2 separate regions of the Zea mays genome follow, and region 2 is linked to region 1. A link is a contact called in public Hi-C data. All regions are on one chromosome and are shown on one strand. Each heading gives the region's core, a stretch centred on a gene start, on an enhancer-like site or on the middle of the called end of the contact. The rest is flanking DNA. Distances are from core to core; before and after follow the strand shown. Region 1 has its middle 130 kb from the start of LOC100280217. Region 2 has its middle 54 kb from the start of LOC100280217.

Evidence for each region. Hi-C and Micro-C count contacts between places; a contact is called where the count stands out from the background.
Region 2: a contact with region 1 is called in a Hi-C map of endosperm, with 6 times the contacts expected there. The contact joins two enhancer-like sites. A contact is called at or near these places in 5 of 25 Hi-C or Micro-C datasets (ear, endosperm, leaf and 1 more).

What each region holds. Positions count from the first base shown.
Region 1 is chr5:112,759,067-112,762,054 of Zm-B73-REFERENCE-NAM-5.0, reverse strand. No RefSeq gene overlaps it. Among protein-coding and RNA genes, the nearest start is that of LOC100280217, 130 kb to the left of the region's middle. Within about 2 kb of position 1,539, at least 20 of the 20 cell types and tissues checked have an H3K27ac peak or open chromatin away from gene starts, as enhancers often do. A contact at or near this core is called in endosperm and tassel, where this site is marked.
Region 2 is chr5:112,836,076-112,839,063 of Zm-B73-REFERENCE-NAM-5.0, reverse strand. It overlaps a transcript of LOC100280217 not described here. Among protein-coding and RNA genes, the nearest start is that of LOC100280217, 54 kb to the left of the region's middle. Within about 2 kb of position 1,528, at least 7 of the 20 cell types and tissues checked have an H3K27ac peak or open chromatin away from gene starts, as enhancers often do. A contact at or near this core is called in endosperm and tassel, where this site is marked.

The sequences.
Region 1 (2,988 bases), core at 290-2,789:
CTAGGAAGAGCAATGCAGGAATCCCCCGTCTGATCGCCATCGCAGCAAAATCAACCCGGTAACCTCCCTACACGCCTACTCCCCTACTGCCCTTGCCTCTATTAGGTAGGTAGTCCTCCACTAGCTTTCCTAGTTAGTCAGCCAAGGGCGTCCCATGTCACCCTTGTGGTGGCACGTGTTTACTGTATGGTAAATATTCATATCAAGCTAACGCGACTTGAACGGACCAAATCAGAATTAGAACGAAGAAGTTATGGATTTCCGGAGTTTTAAATGTTGGATTAAAAGAAACTAAGTGTATAACTTCTAATATATGTTTATAACAACACAAGGTTACTAGATGATAAACAATATTATTATGAATTCAACGCAACTGGAATGGATCAAAAATGAATTAAAATAATTTTTCTATGAATTAAACAATATTCTAGAATTATTTCTATATTGGAAACCATTTTCTAAATTGTTTTATTCATTTTAGGTGCTCACTGGGCTGCTGGCATAAATACCAGTAAACACAGGGTTTAGTTCACAAATTTCTGGGTCCAGGTGCAATTACTTTACCACAGGTGTGGACGGTAGGTTGAATGTATGAAAACCCAGGGTCTCTTTTGCAAGACACACTGGTCAAAGGGGTATCAGACGATCCTAGCCGTCCGATCGGTGGCACAAGGTCAGGATTAGGTTCCATATAACTCTAACTGGTAAGCAACCGGAACCGTCCAATTTCAAATCGAGGGCTACGATCGCATCGACCGAACGAGTTCCTTATCTTTAATCCTAACCACTCAATGCATTTCCCAACGGTTACGATCTATTCCCGAACCGGTATCTCGTTGATTGGATCACAAACGTTGAATAGGATCCAACGGTCATCTGCAACCCTAGTACGCTTGCACCACACCGGACGCGAACAGCGGCGGCGCCAGCCACCCTACGGTGGTGCCATTACCGGTGCACGGCCGCCTGCCGATCTGAGCACAAATCCTCAAATCCAAGGGACGGTAGACGGAGCAGAGATGAAGGCGAGCCATACAGAGGCGTTCTCACCGTCGATGGTGACGAGGATGAGGTTGTCGACGCGGTACGACAGAACAGCGGCGACGGAGGCGTGCTGATGAGAAATTCCCTTCCCCTTGCCCACCGATTTGGCCAGCTGAGACCACTGATATCAACCCCACGGCCTGGTGAAGCACCCAGGCGACCGTCGTGACCCGAGCGCCTGTGCAGACGAAGATCCCCAGCAGCGGCACCGGCGGCACCCAATCCTTGTCCACAGCAAGGATGCACAAAGTTTTGCCCGATCCACGCGGTTGTAGCCAAGAAGGGAAGGCAGTGCATTGTTTTATAATCGGGCGAAGCCCGATTCCGAGGTCAGAGGGATCCCAGCACCTGCCTCCCACCCATATCGGCGAGCAGCGCGGGATTTGTTACCATCCTGAGCTTGAGGAGAACACTGACAAACATGACCCACACGACAGTGATAGTAGGAGCGCGTGGATGGGGAACCGCGGATGACGAGGCGGGCCCATCAGTTACTGGCGCGGAGGTGGCCACAGGGCTGGCACGATGATGGTCTGTCATGGGCGTGATGAGGCAGACAGGCCGGTCTCGCTTGTCGGCGTGGAGTTGACGCGCGTGCGTGGGCCACCAGATGAGAAGATTGGGCAGGTAGGGGAAATTTGGCCCATTCGGCCATTTTCACTTTTTTCAGTTTTCTATTTCTTTCAAGTTTGAATATGGTTTAAATTAAGTTTTAAATCTGGGTTTCCAGTTTTCTAATTCCTAATAAATGCACAGTCAAAACTTCAACATGAATGCATGAATATACTTTTATTAATCTATTTATTATTTTATTTATGAAAATGATTTTAAATATTGTATTTTTTATGAAAGTAATTTCTAATATATAACTTATGTTAATTTAGACACTTCAAGGAAGTATTTATAAATACATTACTCATATAAGGGTTTTTATATAGTCTCCTAAAAGAACGTTTATTTAAAGAAAATATGCCTCTTTTAATAAGATACATAATTAAAATGACTCCTTTATTATTTCTCAACTGACTAGGGTTTTAGGAGCTAGATTCCGGGGTTTACATATGTGAAGACGTTGCGACACATCTGGTCCTCGAGAATCTTTTTGGTGAGACAGGAGAATGTTGAGCTGGCGTTTTTGAGCCCTTCGGGCATCCGCATGAAGCAGTACGTGCCAAAGGGTGTAATGAAACTTGTGCTAGCCTTGTCTTCTTTTTTCTTGTAGATTTGATGGTAACCTGAGAAGGAATCTAGAAGAGACATGACTTCGCAGCCAGCTGCAGAATCGACGATCTTGTCGATTCGTGGTAGAGGAAAGTTGTCCTTGGGCATGCTTTGTTGAGGCTAGTGAAATCAATGCACATTCGCCATTTCCCGTTTTTCTTCTAATCCATGACAACGTTGGCGAGCTAGGTGGGGTAAGCTATTGTCTCGATAAACTTTGCTTCCAATAAACGGTGCACCTTGGTCTTTGCTGCTTCTGTTTTTTCATCGGACATTTTCCTTAACCGCTGCTTCCTTGGGTGCACCGAGGGGTCGATGCCCTGGCTATGTTCTATGATGGTGCGGCTGACCCCAACTAGATCAAGAGCGAACTAGGCAAAGACGTCCTTGTTGCGGTTGAGACAGGAGAGAAGTCTTTCTTCTTCATTTGTTGAAAGGTCTTCGCTGATCAAGACGATTTGCTTGGGGGTTGTGGGATCAAGGGTGACCGTCTTGGTTCCCTCGTTGCTCTGCAGTTGGATGTTGACTTTTTTGTTTTTAGCTGGGCGAGGATTGTTGTTGTCTTCATGCTCTGCTATTAGGCAGTGAACATTGCGCTATCCTGGGACGAAGTCTCTTTCTATATTCTGTGTTGCTTGATGGTCTCCATACACTATGGTCACGCCTCAAACTTATTGATGGATCCATGCCCCATTATGGCGTTGTAAGGATAGACCATGTCGA
Region 2 (2,988 bases), core at 279-2,778, 77 kb before region 1:
ACTTTACACTACTTGTTCCACCTTCAGCATTTTTTTTTTATTTTCAGTTGTGTTACCTGCATCTGTCATATGTAGCTCGTCTGACATTTTACCAAAGTAGTCTGACCGTAAGGAAATGACTTGAGCCCGTAGCTAGTGTGATATCCTACACTGAAGGACATATCTGTAATATATGCTCATGTAATAACAGGTGTAATAATAATAACTGCCGCCCATGTACTCTAGGTCTTATTTGGAAGGTGTGTGCAGCAAATGAACAGTTCAAGTGCAATCCATTAAAGCAGGTCGTTTGGATATTAGCATTGTTATTCCTCTTTAGGCCTTATTTGGTTAGGAGTAGATTCTCCAATAGCGTCTTAAGCGTTGGTTTTATTTGCTGGCATCGGTTTGGATTGGTGGTTCGTTGCCTCCTGTGATCTAAACCTACTGATACCTTTAGCAGTAAGAAAAAAAGAGAAAATAGCATTTAGCTTGGGAAGGCTCTTTTTTTGGTCTCTTTTCGTACTAGTTCTATCCAGCTATGAGCGAAAGTAGTCACTTTCTTTAATCGCCGAGTTGCCTGAATCTTCTCTCTCGGTTATTCTGTGGAGTGATCTCTCTCTTAAATTTCCATAAGGATAAGGAGAAGAAGACGGTTCGAAACCCGTGCTTAAATCCTACTCAAGGCCTTCTATGGGCTGCGAGCAATTAATAAGTAGAGACAGGATGAGGAGAAATGACGTATATACGCCCGGCCTGGGTCAAAGATGATCGAAGTAGATTAAAAATCCTGTCTAATCTAAATCGAATAGAAATGGATTTATTCTCCTTCAATCTCTGTACAATTGAACAAGACTTATTTGGTTAGAAGTGGATTAGAAGGGATTCAATCCCCTTTAGTTCTCTTCAATCTCATCCTATAACCGAATAGACTCTAAGGCTTTATTTGGTTGCATGGAGATTAGAGAGAATTGAGGGGGTTAAATCACCTTCTATTCAATTTTGAACATCAAGAGATTTAGGACCTGTTTGGATCCTCTTAACTTATTATTTGCTAGTGGCTAATAATTAGCCGTCAAATAATTAGTTAGCAAAAATTAACTAGGGTATGTTTGTAGCCTTGGCTATCTTTGTACGATCTATTAGTTCCTATTAGCAACGTTAACTGGTTATGGGCAAACTATTTACTGGTTCTTCGACTAACAATTAGCCAATTTATTAGTCAGCCTATTTGGAGGTGAAGGTGCTAAAATTAGCCGGCAAACTATTTGCCACAAGGATCTAAACAGACCCTTAATCCTCTCCAATGCCCTCAATCCACCCATATAATCAAACAAGCTTTAAAAAAATTAAATTTATTTTTATTTAATTTTAACTAGTAAGAGATTTTATCACTTAATGTCTCCAATGCATTCTTAACCGAACAAATGTCAGCTGCAGAATAAAACAAGGCTAAAAAGATTTTTTTGACTGTCAAGACTATTCACCAGGGAACAGGCAAGTGTTAAACAAACTATGAAACCATTTACAGCCGATATTTCGGCCATACTGTGAGTGTGAGCACTGCCTTCCAGATGCGACTTGAAGGTTTCCTCTTTCCCTTGCGCTCGGGACAAAAACCCTGCTTCTCTTTACTGACAAAAACAAGTGTAGGTTGTTTGTTGGACACTCGTATAGAGCAAAATTCTCATGACGGATATTGACTTCAATTCAAGGGGATAGCCTCACCATGACACTATTAGGTTTTGTGCAATAGACCACTTGAAAATTTATTTGGCGTCAAGCGTTGGCTTAAGAACACTGGCACGGACGATTCAGCTCTGGGTGGGAAGCAACGACACAAAAGGCTGGAAAAAAAAGTAATACTGGCATTCCAATGGCAACCTCTGGAAAGAGACGGAATTGGACAAATTTTTTAGAACTGCTTATGGACAGCACAAGGTCGATTGGAGGTAAGGAGAAAGACGGGGTAAGCCTCTTCAGAGTTAGCCCCAATCTTTAATGTGTTTAAAATTTATTTCCCTTCTTAACTGAAAGGCAAGCTTTTGCCATTTTTTTTTCTAAACCATCGACGGTGATCTGTAGATGTTTCTCACGTGGGATTATTAGAGAGGAGCAAGAAGCCAAGAACAGACAGGGTACTGTAACAACAAAACAGACACTTTCTATATGTTTTCAAGTCACCTGTCTACTGTCATCATAACAGGACAGGATTGATGCCCACTTGGCTGGCTGCTCTGCTCTGCTTGACAGCACATTTTAGTGCGTGTTGGTAACTGCATTGGCAGGCTTTTTTCTCGCATGACATAACCTGAAGTCAGAACCGACTCAAGTAGTCACTCAATTTCCTCATGCATGGGCATGGCATTGGCATCACATCTCCTCCTCAGTTCTCACAGGCGAACTCTTAGGATAGGCTTTATCTTTGCATTTGTTTCGTTGTGGCAGAGTCCATTCTTTTGAGGTAGTAGAGCACCTGAAGTGGTCCCTGTTCACTATGTAACAGGCTAACAACATCCCTTTTCAATGCATCGTCTATTGGCATGTCAAGAGCGCAGGTATTCAGATAAAGCTAGCAGTTAGTGGACAGATCCACGGAGATGTGCCAGATGGCTGGGAAACACTATGGTCTGAGGCTTGTGGAGTCAGCCATCAGGTTCAGGTTGGCGTCAGTGTACTGCTTGGCTGTTTCTTCTTCTCCCACATGATTTCAGTGCGGTGGCTGATGGCTCCATGCCTCCATGATGCGCGTGCTCAGAGGCAAAGATTTTCTCCCTGTTTGCTATGTAAGAATCCTGACCTCAAGGCGGCTTTGGCTTTGTGTGCCGCCATGGCACGTCCATCCGATGGTTCTCGTGGCGATGGTGACACAGAGGCTATGGGTTTGCCATTCTCTTCATCTCTTTCTTCATCGTTAGAGCACTAATTTGTGTAGTGGTAAAAAACCTAAGCCTTATGTATCTCTTTAGCTGCTAAGCCACACACTGACATACATTGCTCTGTGTCGGC